Regions from separate parts of the Manis pentadactyla genome. Here region 1 is linked to region 2. The links are chromatin contacts, called in public Hi-C maps. All regions are on one chromosome and are shown on one strand. The core of a region is the stretch at or near the end of the contact, and the rest is flanking DNA. Distances in the headings are between cores, read along the strand shown. Region 1 holds the start of LOC118918356 (small integral membrane protein 10-like protein 2A). Region 2 holds the start of AIMP2 (aminoacyl tRNA synthetase complex interacting multifunctional protein 2).

Region 1 (7,413 bases), core at 2,817-5,316, 320 kb after region 2:
GCCCAGTTTGAAAACGACAGATGCACCCTTATGTTCATCGCAGCACTATTTACAATAGCCAAGAAATGGAAGCAACCTAAGTGTCCATCAGTAGATGAATGGATAAAGAAGATGTGGTACAGATACACAATGGAATATTATTCAGCCGTAAGAAAACAAATCCTACCATTTGCAACAACATGGATGGAGCTAAAGGGTATTATGCTCAGTGAAATAAGCCAGGCGGAGAAAGACAAGTACCAAATGATTTCACTCATATGTGGAGTATAAGAACAAAGAAAAAACTGAAGGAGCAAAACAGCAGCAGACTCACAGAACCCAAGAATGGACTAACAGTTACCAAAGGGAAAGGGACTGGGGAGGATGGGTGGAAAGGGAGGGCTTGGTGGGGGGGGGAAAGGGGGCATTACAATTAGCATGTATAATGTGTGTGGGGGCACGGGGAGGGCTGTGCAACACAGAGAAGACAAGTAGTGTCTCTACAGCATCTTACTACGCTGATGGACAGTGACTGTAATGGGGTTTGTGTGGGGGACTTGGTGAAGGGGGGAGCCTAGTAAACATAATGTTCCTCATGTAATTGTAGATTAATGATACCAAAAAAAAAAAAAATACTCCAGTGTGGGATAGGGAGATGGAGACAGGGCAGAGTTGGGGGAAATTATAAAACAAGATTCACAGTTGATCTTTACTGAAAATGGCTGATGACTCAACCATGGGGTCCATGACACTATTTTTGTATGTATTTGAATATTCCCATAATAAAGCTTTTTAAAAATTTTGCCTTAAAAAAGTAAATCAGATTAGGTCATATTTCAGTGAAATGTCCCTATTTCACGCAGAGTACAAGCCAAAGTCTTTACAAAGGTACAAGCCATCATCCCGGGTTCCCTTGCCCCAGTTTGTTACTATGATCAATTAAGAATTAAGACTAAGCACTTAGAAACTACCATGTAACTTAACATTGCTACAACATTCAAGAGCATAATCACTTTTCTAATAATTACTTTTTTCAAATTGCTGTAAAATATACATAGAACTTATCATGTAAACCATTTTTAAGTGGACAGTTAGGAGCATTAAGCACATATTGCTGTGCAACCATCCATCTCCAGAACACTTCCATCTTCCCAAATTGATACTCTGTCCACATTAAACAACTCCCCAGTCCTCCCTTCCACCAACCCCTGGCAACCACCATTTGACTTCCTCTAAATATTTTATAGGTAACTCATGTAAGTCTTCTTCTGTGTCTGACTTATTTCACTTAGCATAATGTCCTTAAGGTTCAATCCAAGTGACATTAGGTATTAGAACTTTATTCCTTTTGTATCTATTTCCTCATTTAATCATCTTTCATATTAAAAGGGACAGTAAGCTGTTGCCTCACACAGATTCTATTTCTTCTCTTTACCAGAGGCCAGAATAATTAAGTCCTCAAAGCAGGTAAGTTGGTGATTTTCCACAAACGAACAGAAACTCCAGCCTGCAGAGGTGTTTAAAGGCAATGTAAGTAATCATAATAAAGATGAGACACCCTTACTCCCACCCTCCTCCCCAGCACAGCTCCTTTCAGGAGAAAGGGCTACTCCTGCACTTGATCAAACCCAAGATCAGATCTAAAATCCTCACTCAGTTCTTAGGACAGCCCTCCCCCTCCCCCAAGGCACCTAGTGACCACTTGTCTGTGCTCTTTCACCCTCCCCACCCCCCCACCCCCCCCACCCCCCCACCCCGCTTACCCCTGAAAGAAAATAGCCTGCACTCTACTAGCAACTCCCAGGATTCTCTAAAGCTGTGCTGCCCCTGGACCATTACTGACACCAAGTCCACCAAGCCATCCATTATGGGCATTTGGAACTGATGCATCTAGCTCTCCTGACAGCCCATACCACACTTATTACAGGGCCAATTTTCCTCCTCCAAATGCATTTACACTCAATCATTACTGTGCAGATTTCTTGCTATGAAATTTGTAGCTGAATAACCTTTCCAAAGATTATATGGTATATAATCCAGGTGAGTGACTATGGTAGCTTAGACTGTGGGGTGGTCATAAATTGGTAAATGGACATATAAGAAAGGTGATTTTTTTTAATGGTACAAAACGTGGATTTTCAGCAACCTTATGTACTAGGTTTTCCCTTAGTTGTGATTTTATGAATGACAGTAGTGTTTTAATGTAACTCTAAAGAGATTCCAAAATTGGAGTTAAGGGTCAAACATAGCCTACAGACACTTTTTTGGGGGCACAAAGTTTTTCTTTTAAACTTGAGTTAATTTGATAACTAAAAATTAGCAGGATTTCCAACCAGAAATCACTAGATTTGGCAAATGACAGTTGGCTTAGTGGCAACTGCTATAGAACAGGCTTTCTGGTTTACCCCAATCCTCACACCCAGCACCCCTTATTCACTCATACTACCTGCTGAAAAGATTTGAGTTTTCTGCTCTTCTAGACCACTACCTTACGGATGCCACAAACTCTTGCTCACATTAAGGTATCTCAATTTGAACCCTGAAATAAGCAGGTTCATCTTCTCTCCCCTGAACACAATTTTGATCAACAGTTAAAGTTTTATGTGGCCTGCCATCACCAGTGACAGACACCCGAAACCTGAAGGTCCAGGCACAGGGACAGTTACATCCTGATACAACCAACCCAGAGGGAAAAGGAGGATGACACCCACGTGGTCTCAACGCTGTCTGGTCCTGCAGCTCAGACTTCTTCATTTTGCACAGCAGGGAACAACATTTAAAAAGTGTTACTGTCCTACTGTAAGCTCTCTCATCACAGGGCCGGAGCCCTGCACCCAGCAGGCCCTGGAAGATCAGTAAATGGAATCCAACAGGAGCCCGGCATGTGACTATCTATGACACACTTGTAGAGGAATAACTCAATCTGAGAACTTTTCATGCCTCTAGAAAAAGTCACCTGTAATTCAAGGGACGTAGAAATGTCAGTAACTTACAGCAAAGGTATTCTCCAGGATGCTGGACGTGTCTGTGTCTACTCTTCCGCACTTGAACTGTTGCGAACCTGAGGCCTTTTGCTTCTCTACTTCTGCCACCTCGCTTTCCCTCATCTCTGCCTCACCCCCCTTATCACTCCAGACAGGATAAAATATAGCTATCAAAACACTAATACGAATTAACCCATTTTAAGCTTCAGGGATTTTTTTTTTTTTAAAGCTTCGTAGCGTTTGGCAACTGTCAGCCAGCCACAAACCCATCCTCGCAAATCCAACAATTTGTGACTTTCTGGGCGAAATTTCCTCTTCAGGGCCTTTCCGGCCAGTGCCAGCATCCACCCGCCCCTCCGCACACCCCACGCCCCAGCTGCGGGCCCGTGGCCAGGGCAAGCAACTCCTCTGCGCCCCCATTTGCAGAAGGAGGAGAACAATAATCTCAGAGGGTTTTTCCCCCGTGGGGCTGCGGAGGGAGTGCACGGTGCCCGGCATACACTCAGCATCCAGCTTGGCCGCAACGGTGGGCATCTTCACTGTCCCGGGCGAGGCGGGCCCGGCGGCGGGGGGCCTCCGGCGCTCGGCGGAGGGTGGGAAGACGGGGCCGCACGGGCGCGGCTCACCCACCTGCAGACGGACGTTGAGCATCATGGAAGCCACGATGTAGAGGTAGGGGAAGTTGATGCGCAGCCGCCAGGCCAGGTCGAAGAAGATGAGGAGCGTGCGGGTCAGCCCCTTACAGAAGACCCCATAGGAGCGGGCGGCGGCCGAGCGCGAGAGGCGGACAGCCAGGCCCGAAAGAGCCGCCGCCATATAGACCGGCGCCCGCCGCCCGCCCGCCGCGCACCGACCGGCCGCAGACCCGGGCCTCCCGGCGCTCCGAAGCCCGCCCGCCCTCTCCACGCCTCGTCGCCCCGGGCCTCCGCTCGGGCTGCTGGCCCGCGCTCGGCGGGTAGAGGGAGCAAGGGAGGCGGCGGCAAGGCAAGCGGGCGGGCCGCGGGAGGGGAGGCGGCACTTCACACGGAGAGAAGCGACTCTAGAGAGCTGCCGCCCGTTCCCAGCCTGGCGGGGCGGCCTGACGTCACAAATCCAGCGCCGCGCCTGCGCGCTCCGACCCCGCCCCTGTCACCTTAGCAGGTGAGCCGCGCATGCGTAGTTGGGTTGGCCGGGAGAGGGCGGGTGACGCCTTGTCTCCGTCTGCCCTCTAGTGGAATGCAGGAAAATAAAAACAAAGGGAGGTGATGAAGAGTGAAGGGTCTCACAGTAAAGTGAATGTTCTTAATGCTGCTGAACTGTACACTTAAAAATTAAGAGAATAGTAAATTTTATGTTATATAGGTCTTACCATAATTATGTAAAACAAAGAGATTTCCTGGCATCAAAAAGACTATTCCTCCCACGTAGACTGCTTGTGGTCTCCAAGCAATCTTGTTCAGTATTAACTTATATAAATTTTAATCTTTTAATAATTGTGATATTAACTGAAGCCTCTGATGTAAAGAATAAAAGTATTTAAACTCCCAAAAATTAATAGTGTTTTAAGTTTTAGGGGGCGTTACTGACAGTTTTTACATTCCTACTTAAACGTGTAGGTTCCTAGTGAAGATTTACATGGTGTGAAGGTAAATATGTTACTTCTACTTTAAGGCGAAGTATTTTGTGTCACTACTTCTGCCCACCAATGAGAAAGTGTGAATATTTGGGTGGGAAAACAGTTTCACTCATAAAATGAAAAGCAAAAGCAAGTAGTGTGAAAATGGATTTAAGTGTGAAAATCCTTTGCCCCAAAATGAATGGCAATAATAATAATTTTTAAAAGTCATTTAAAAATTATCTACCATGAAATTAATTCTCATTCAAAATACTTTTAAGTATTAATTTTATTTCTCTATAATCCAAGAATCACAGAGAATGTTGGTGGTATTGTCAATTATGACTATTTAGTATTATCATTTTTCTTTAGTTATCAACTGTATAAAAAGAATTGTATTTTTTGACACTCAATGAATCTATATTTATTGTCCACTGTCTCAGGCCAAGGCCATTTTAAATAGGTATTTCAGAGTTTTTAGCTTTTGGCTAGTTTTATTATCATTAAAATAATATTTTTCAAAGTATTTGCAAAAAACTTTCCCTTATTTTTGCAAGCGTTTTGCCACATTTATCATTGATATTAAAAAATTCACTTCCCTTATTTTTGTAAGCTGTTTTTTCCTTCCAGTGTCCCCTGGGTGCTATGTTTGAGGACTGTGGAACACATGTGGCTCAGTTATCATTGTTTCTCAAGCTGTCCTCCACAAAAAGCAAAATGAACTCCTCTCTAAACAGTATTTAGAAAAGTAATTTAAAGATTTTAAAGGCGAGCATCCTGTGAAATAAGCCAGGCGGAGAAAGACAAGTACCAAATGATTTCACTCATCTGTGGAGTATAAGAACAAAGAAAAAACTGAAGGAACAAAACAGCAGCAGACTCACAGAACCCAAGAATAGACTGACAGTTACCAAAGGGAAAGGGACTGGAGACGGTGGGTGGGAAGGGAGGGATAAGGGGAATAAGGGACATTACGATTAGCACACATAATGTAGCGGGGGCACAGGGAAGGCAGTATAACACAGAGAAGACAAGTAATGACTCGATAGCATCTTACTATGCTGATGGACAGTGACTGTAATGGGGTATATGGGTATAGTGACTTGATAATGGGGGGAATCTAGTAACCACAATGCTACTCATGTGATTGTATATTAATGACACCAAAATAAAAAATAAAAAATTAAAATATATATAATATGAAAAAGATAAATAAAGGCAAGCATCTTCAGTGGAAAATTTGCTGAGAGATAACAAAGTCAGTCTGACAACATGTAAACAGATTTGCAGATCCGCTAAATTTATTCTTAGGCCTGTAAAGATTTTCCCTGGTGGAGACTTGGCAGTACTGTTTATTGGAATTATGTTGAAAGACCAGACGGGCTACCTCATGTGAGATATGAAATATCTTCTCCCTGGTTACTCATTTCTTTGTCTCTAAATGCGATTCAGGCAATGAGGCATTTTTTACAAGCCATTCAGTTGCCATAAACAGTGGCAACAAAATTACCACAAAACTAAACTGAGCAAGGTAGAAGCCTGTTGTAATTAGACACAATGAGAAGTCAAAGAGAACAGGAAGCAACTGTTAACAAGATTTGAGGTTTAATATGTATCAAGGTTAACCAGTTCGAAGCTACAGAACATCTGGGCAAATTAGTCTAGCTCTTAGACTTAACATTTAACACAGCCCTAATTTTCTGGCATCTCTGGGAAGACATTTTGCTAATTATAATTTGAGAGAGAGACGAAACTAATTATAAATCAGTGTGAAAAGTATTTTCATAGAGGTACAAAGGGTTATGAGAGAAGGGAGGAGAAAAGAGGCTGAGGAAAACAGGAAAATAATTTTAACAATTGATCAGTAACATCCAGGTGATTTGCCTACAGTCTTCCTGCCATCAGAGCAGAGTCTCAGATGAGGTTTATAGCAGTCTTTTCTTTTCAACTTAACCTGGTGAAAAAAGTACAAGCAAACCAGTTCCAGGTTCAGCAACTTCTCAGCCCTATGACCTGATTCTGTAAAATGAGAACACCCATCCTACAGGGCACTTGTGAGAAATAAATGAGCGCAGGTATGCACAGCACCCAGCATGTAGAGGGCACCCAGGAAGTGGTAGTTATTTTCATACTCAGAGCCCTTGGGTCCGGTCCTTTACAACACAAGTTCTGGGGTCCCATTAGTAATCATTACAGTGTACAATGTTTAACGATGGATCACAAGTGTTGGGAACAATGAGACAACTTATTTATGCTGTAGGAAGAAAGGATGGACACAAACCACCCAAAATGTTGGTCAGAAATAATTTTATTCCTTTGCTCATTCCCATGGAGAACTAGAGGGTTTGGGTGGATTCAATAAGGTCAGCTCAGTTGCTATTTTGAGAAACTGGCAAGTTTTCAGTTTCCCACAGAAGGGCTTTTTCCAGGCACCTGACACATCACTTCAACAGATCAAGGTCAACAAGGTCTTAATTGAAAAAAGTAAGGGGGACAAAAGTATGCATAGAATGTCACAGGTTAGCTAAGAAAAGGAGACTACATGCATATATGTATATACACACATATATATGTATGTATGTGTATATATATATACACATACATACATCTTTTTTGGTGGTGGGGGGAGTGTTCTGTGTTTACTCTTGAAATAAAAGAACAAACTATTGCCTGAGGGTTTCAGCCTTGGGCAAGTTCACTATGGATTCAGTGAGACTGGGAAATGACAACAGAATGTTCTTGGGGTAAAAGGGTTTATACCTGGCTTTATTATCAGGGCAGTAGGTTGAGCACTAGAATCACATCCATACCCAGTAGTCTGCAGGCCCATAATCCACCTCTGTCTCTGCCTCCACC
Region 2 (6,596 bases), core at 3,933-6,432:
GGAAATTCTGGAAAAACATATAGTATGCATACACAGGCACACCTCATTTTATTATACTTCGCAGATACTGCATCTTTCACAAATTGAAGTTTTGTGGCAACCCTGAGTTGAGCAGGTCTGTTGGTGCCATTTTTCCAACACCATTTGCTCTCTTTGGGTCTGTGTCACACTTTGGTAATTCTTGCAATATTTCAAATATTTTCATTATGATTATATTCATCATGGTCATCTGTGATCAGTGATTTTGATGCTCCTATTGTAACTGTTCTGGGGTGCCACGAACTGCACCCATATAAGACAGTGAGCTTAATCCATAAATGTGTATATGTTTCGACTACTCCACCAGCTGGCCTTTCCCCCTTCTCTCCCCGTCTCCTTGGGCCTCTCTATTCCCTGAGACACAGCAGTATTCAAATAAGGCCAATTAATTACCCTACAATGGCCTCTTAAGTATTCAAGTGAAAGGAAGAGCCAACCAACATGGCAAACTTCATTGTCCTATTTTAAGAAAATACCACAGCCACCCCAACCTTCAGCAGCACCACCCTGATCAGTCAGCAGCCAGAAATACTGAACCAGGAACATTGAGGCCACCTACAAAAAGATTATGACTGGCTGAAAGCTCAGATTTAATTAATGTTAGTCCATTTTTTTTAGACATAATGCTATTGCACACTTAATAGGCTATAGTATAATGTAAAGCACTGGGAAACCAAAAAAATTCATTTGACTCATTGTATGGGGGTGGTCTGGAACCGAACCTATCTCTGAGATGTGCCTGTATGTAAGTATACATACATGTATATATATACATATACACACAGTTTATAACTGTTTTTTAAACCCAATGATTATCTAACATTTAGCTGTTTCATTTTCATTCAAATTCATGGAAGTTGCAATAATTCATTTTTTAAGAAACCAAGAAAAATAATCTTATAAAAAAATCTTATTAAAGGCCTCATTTCCCATATGAGAACACCTAATAAACATGATTTGACGATTTTTCCCAAGAAAAGTAAAAGGTAAGTCATCCTACAGTTAAAAAGTCTTTAAGGGGAAGAGCAAATCAAGCACTCCTCCAAAACTAAAAGGAAGAAAACCAACTGAAGAGTTATTCACTGTAGCAGATCTTTCACTACATACGTATATCACACTATCACTGGCCTTGGAAATGAGGATCCAAAATTTACAGTACCTTTTTAATGTTCCTTTGAAACTCCTTATGGCGAACAGGCAGTGTATAAAATAGTTGCTGTACACTGACCGTTGTTCCACTGGGCCGTGGATGGGGGGTTTTCTGGACAATTTTCCCATTGTGATCAAACACCAGTCGAGTCCCAACCTTGGCAGATGTGTGGCAAGTAGAAATAGTTACATCACTGTAAGAGAGGGCCAGGCACAGCACGGTCAATTAGAGATCCCCAGGTGCTGGACATTACATGCTCCTTTTCGCACTTCCCTTCTCTCAGAAAGCTCCTAAAAAGATGATGATCTTTCTGAGATATTAGAGAGAGTTTAAATGGTTGAAGAGTCACCATAAAATCTAAGGTTTGGCACCTAATAGATAGTGAGGCAGAGTCCTACAAAAGCTTTGCTTTGATAAGAGCTTTGATGTTTATTTTGTTGTTAAACTGCAAAACACTAAAAGGTCTTGACATGTATATTCACAAATAAAGAATATTTCCCACTGCTGTTACTACTGTTCTAAAAACACTTTTAAAAAGGATTCAAAAGATACTACAGTTCAAATATTATAGGTAATTATTCATAAAAATTTAGAATCTATTGTGTCATTACAGGAGCCCTGCAATTAAGTATTTTCCTAAACATTGAAGTAAATTAAAATCAATAGCATCTATAACGCATTATCTATGTGCAATTTTAAAACTGAGAAATCACCTGCTTTATTAAGGGTAACAATTTGCTTCATTTCATTCATTGCTTACATTTCAGAAGTACTACCACTTATGTCGGTAGTGAGCTAAAACAGAACGCAGAAGTTAAAAGCAGAGACATGCAGATAGAACAGTGTAAACAACAATCGTTCTAATTATACTTTTTAATTTTCAGAGAGTTTATAAGGAGTACAGTTAGCAGAAAAAAATATTGCATTACCTCAGTGCACAAAGCGAGCTCAGAGCTTCCCCCCGAAAGCCAAAAGTTTCAACCTGAGTTAGGTCAGCAAAGTCTTGAATCTTAGAAGTGTGGTGTTTCAGGGCTGAAAGAGAGGTGTAAAGCAAGGCCCAAGATATCTCAACTGACATAGCAATGAATATACACAGTAACGACCAAGTAACTGGTCTTAAAAAGCTGCTTTTGTGCTTCCTAAGATGGTTACTCAAAATTCTGCCCAAATATTTTTTAAAAGGATTAGAAAAATGCAACTTACTTAAGCCTTCAAAGTTTGCTTCTTCCACCCCACTTCCATTGTCTGAAACTTCAATGAGATCCACCCCATAGTCTTTAAGCCTTATATCTAGAAAGTTTAAAATGTTTATTACTCAAAGACTTGATCCATGGAAAAGCCTTTATATTGACAATGCCTAAAATTCATAATGCAAATTTTAACCATAACTATATTTACTTACATGTACTACTGTCATTTTGTACATTTTCTTTTTAAAGTCCTTCTTGGCTATTTACTAGCTCAGATAAAATAGGATCTCTCTTTGAAAAGGATCATTTTAACACAGTCATTAAAGAGAACAAATTCTGGAATCAGACTTTTTGGAATTACACTTTACTAGCTTTATAACCTCAAAGAAAAGTAGAGACTGTGTCTTAGCTTCCTCATTTGTAAAATGGAGGTCGTAATAATAATTCCTATCTCATTAAGTTATCTGCAGATCAAATAAGGTATTCCACCTACTGTTAGTAGCACAATGCCTCCCTGGCACACAGTAAGAACACAATAAAAGTTAATAACTGCTATTATTATTATTATTACCACTGAGCTAAATACTAGGCACATAACAGGTCTAGATTTAAGTTTAAAAAAAATCATTTCTCAGAATACCAACACTTGATTGTCTTGATACAGTAACAAATATTTCCTGAAATAAAGTAACATAAACTAATTATTTTCTGTGGCTTAAAACTCTCCCAAACTTACCAATATTAGTGGCACCAGCATCCACACTGTTTTCTACCAACTCCTTTACAGCAGTGCTTAAACTCAGTACCACTTGCCCAGAACAAATCTGATGGACTGACCTCCGATCAATAGGTTTGATGGCCTTGGCAAGTTCCGTGCTAAAAAAAGCAACAAGGAATAAAGCAAGAAGGCATTCATGAATTTCTATCCTGGTTTTAACTGTGGCAAATGGTTCACCTCTGTTAATAGATATTGTGTCTAATAAGTGAGTTCACTTATTATATCAACATATCCATGTATTATATTCATAAATATAAATGCTATTCTACAATGCTTAACCATCGTTCAAAAAATCTTCTGAATGGAGATTTTGAATATAATATTTAAAAATCTAATTATACTTGGATTTACATGCAGGAGACCCATGTACCTCTCAAGCTGCGCATCAATAATCTTTTGCACCAGTGGGATCTTCCTTGAAAAGTGAAAGCTAACATTTCTCACACGATTTGAAAACCAAGAATTCTGGTGGGAAATACACAGTGTTTATGTCAAATTCAAAACCATCTAAGAAACTGGGTACCAGTTATATACCTAATACCTGCATTTGCCTTTGAATACCCACTCCAAACTCAGGCTGCCGACTGCTGCCTTAACAAAGGCCCTCAAAGCTCTTACTGTACCTGCTTTAAGAGTTTTCCAACCCATTTTCTCCACCTTCTCCCAACTCCAATCCACCCACTATGCTATCCTCATTCACTTTAGAAATCACAAATCTGGCCAAGTAATTTTTCTTGAAAACTTACTAGTATCCCACTTTGTTATATGATGTTTAAAATCTAGTCATAACTGCACCCCAACCTACCTTATTTTCTCATTCTCTCCAGCCCTCCCTCTGCCAATTCCCCTACATTCTGGTCACTGCCAACAACAGTTTCCGGAACACCACAAGCTCTTGCAGACACTGTACCTTATCTATACAGGTCTCTGTATAGACCTATCCCCTCTTCCTCCCCTACCTGGCAAACTCCTGCTCGTCACAAGAATGTATTCCATATGTTCACTAATTCAGCAATTTCTAGTAAACGGCTTAATTGACATCTTGGGTATAACAGAACCCAGGAGCTTCCCTGGGAGAGAAATCTTCGGGCACCTAACAGACGGTAGACCCTCAATAAACCACAGCACCTAACAGACGGTAGACCCTCCATAAACCCTCGTAAGATAAAGGAACAAACATCTTTACTCTTCATTCTACCTTGCAAAGAATTGCACTCAAGTTTTCTTAAATGTGAAAACTGCGGATGACACCCCATAAAATGTAAGTATCTCCAGGAATTATTTATTTGGCAACAGACCATAGGCTACAAGTCCATTTCTGGTATTTATTTAGAGGAATGGAGATAAAACATTTAAACCCAGATCGCGAATTTGGGTTAAGGAATCTGACGTCGAATACAACAGCGCCAGCCAAAGATTCGCGACCCCGAACTCGGGGTCATCACCATCTCCAGGAGACAGAGGACTGCATTTGTAAGATCGGTCGGCTACGCAAATTAGCATGCACCTTGCAGCCTCCCCAAAAATAATCTCAACTTTAAAAAAGAGAGAAACCAGGCAAAGAGGAAATGAATTCGTTCAGCCTGCGGAAGTGAGGCGTCAGCCGAAGCCCCAGCCGATTCGACCCCGCAGTGCCCCTAAGGAACTGGCGGCGGGGCGGAGCCCCTACCCGGGCCTCGGTCCGTGGGCTTGCTCACGCCACTTTCCCTTCTGCCGCAGGGATGCAGCACGTCGCGAGCCTAGAGGGTGACGACGAGAGGATACTGCGAGCACAGCTTACCTCGGCCCCGCGGCTCGCTCCATGGATCCAGAACCGGACCCGCCTCCGGGACTCGCGACAGACGCCTCCGCCACCGCCCCCACGGGGCCCCGCCTCCTGGCCGCCCCCTGGCCGCTCCGGATGCTGTGCCCGGCCCCTTCCGGGTGGGGAAGGGCGAACGTTTCCCATCTACTTCTCGCTGATTGGTTGTATGCAAGGTCGCGGCCATAACGTCACGAGAGCCTGGACCAATTAGAGCACAGGGACTGCGCTCTCCCGAACGCCAGCAGCCGGGTCGGAAAGGAAGTGGCCGCAGTGTGTCGTGGTGCAGGACGGTTTTTGAGCGTTCGTTCATTCACTCGCTACCTTCGCTCCTTTGGGTCCCACGATGCCGATGTATCAGGTAAAGCCGTATCACGGGGGCGGTACATCGCTCCGTGTAGAGCTTCCCACCTGCATGTACCGGCTCCCCAACGTGCACGGCAGGACCGGCAGCCCTGCGCCGAACGCGGGCCACGTGCAGGTAGGAACACGCGGCCCCTGCCCCACCCGCGGCTGTCCGATCAGTGCGCATGCGCGAAGACCCGAAGCTCTCCCAGTGCGCAGGCGCCATTGCCGGCTAGTGGGACTGCGTGGACTGACGTCCGGGTATCTGCAGGGTGACCCGAGCTGTCAGACGAGCGCCCCATGCGCCCGCTAGTTCCGACTGACTGTATTAAGTTTGCTTGTTACGAAGTTTTACCCACAGGAAAGTGGAAAGCACGTAAATACTCGTTTGTGGAATTTATGGCGAGCTCACTATCACCACCCCCCAGGTTGACAGGTGGTCGGCGCGCACCCGTTGCGTGTCACCGGAGGCCCCAACCTGAGTGGTTGCCGCGCCCAGCTCCGGATGCGAGCTGAGGCCGAGCTGAGTCGGATCCACCAGGTCGGGTCGGGCCGTGTCGAGTGCGCCCGGCCTGTCGCGTCTCCACACCGCAATCAAGAACCTCTCTGCTCGGAATCGAGCCTGCGGCCGGAGCGCTGCGCGGGTTACCTGCTGAGCTCAAACGCGTCCGTCGCTTTCCCATTTGATGCTGTTAGGAAAACTGCAGGGAACAGGCTTGTATCCCAGTAGCCCTAGGGTGTACCTGAGCCCAGGGGGCTGGTCTGGCTTCCGCTGTGCACAATGCTCTCCAGCGCGGTCATACCGGCCTCTGCTCTCAGCACGTTCTGGTGCTAACACCTGCCTGAATCAAATAGGTGTGTACTGGTATCCTGATGTAGCTTTAGTTCAGATTTTCCAGACGTCTAAATCAGTTGAGCGCACTTTTATGTTTATGGGCCATTTTGATAGCCTCTTGGAAAGTATCTGCTCAAGCCTTTCCACTTGATGAAAATAGGCATCTTAGGTTTCCCGCGGGAGACACCTCTGTACATTCTGACTGAAGATGAGTGCACAGGTTACTTTTGGGGTTCGTTTTCCTACTGGGTGTTATCCTTCACTGTCTTGATAGCTTTCTCCTGATTGGAAGGGAGGTGGTTAGATTAGTTTTGAACCAAATGATGTAGTTGTTGTCCCACTACAGAGCTCAGACAGTAGCAGGTGTGGTTCAGTGCCCCTCCACTGGACAGTCCCCGTGGAACCTTTAAAGAAAACCCAGAGTGGAGAATGTCACATCTCATCTGAGACCAAGTCCT

The links. Hi-C and Micro-C count contacts between places; a contact is called where the count stands out from the background.
Region 1: a contact with region 2 is called in a Hi-C map of skin fibroblasts, with 5 times the contacts expected there. The contact joins the promoter of LOC118918356 here to the promoter of AIMP2 in region 2. A contact is called at or near these places in 2 of 3 Hi-C or Micro-C datasets (fibroblasts and skin fibroblasts).

The regions. Positions count from the first base shown.
Region 1 is chr10:99,447,558-99,454,970 of mManPen7.hap1, forward strand. LOC118918356 (small integral membrane protein 10-like protein 2A) reads right to left here and starts at 4,067. Exons shown (of 2, transcript XM_036897087.2): 1 at 3,594-4,067. The coding sequence starts at 3,779. LOC130679175 (a long non-coding RNA gene) reads left to right here. Exons shown (of 3, transcript XR_008992235.1): 2 at 1,418-1,509; 3 at 2,571-3,585.
Region 2 is chr10:99,130,184-99,136,779 of mManPen7.hap1, forward strand. AIMP2 (aminoacyl tRNA synthetase complex interacting multifunctional protein 2) reads left to right here and starts at 5,183. Exons shown (of 4, transcript XM_036897082.2): 1 at 5,183-5,439. The coding sequence starts at 5,305. PMS2 (PMS1 homolog 2, mismatch repair system component) reads right to left here and starts at 5,142. Exons shown (of 15, transcript XM_036897077.2): 1 at 4,938-5,142; 2 at 3,116-3,255; 3 at 2,393-2,479; 4 at 2,119-2,221; 5 at 1,199-1,382. The coding sequence starts at 4,960.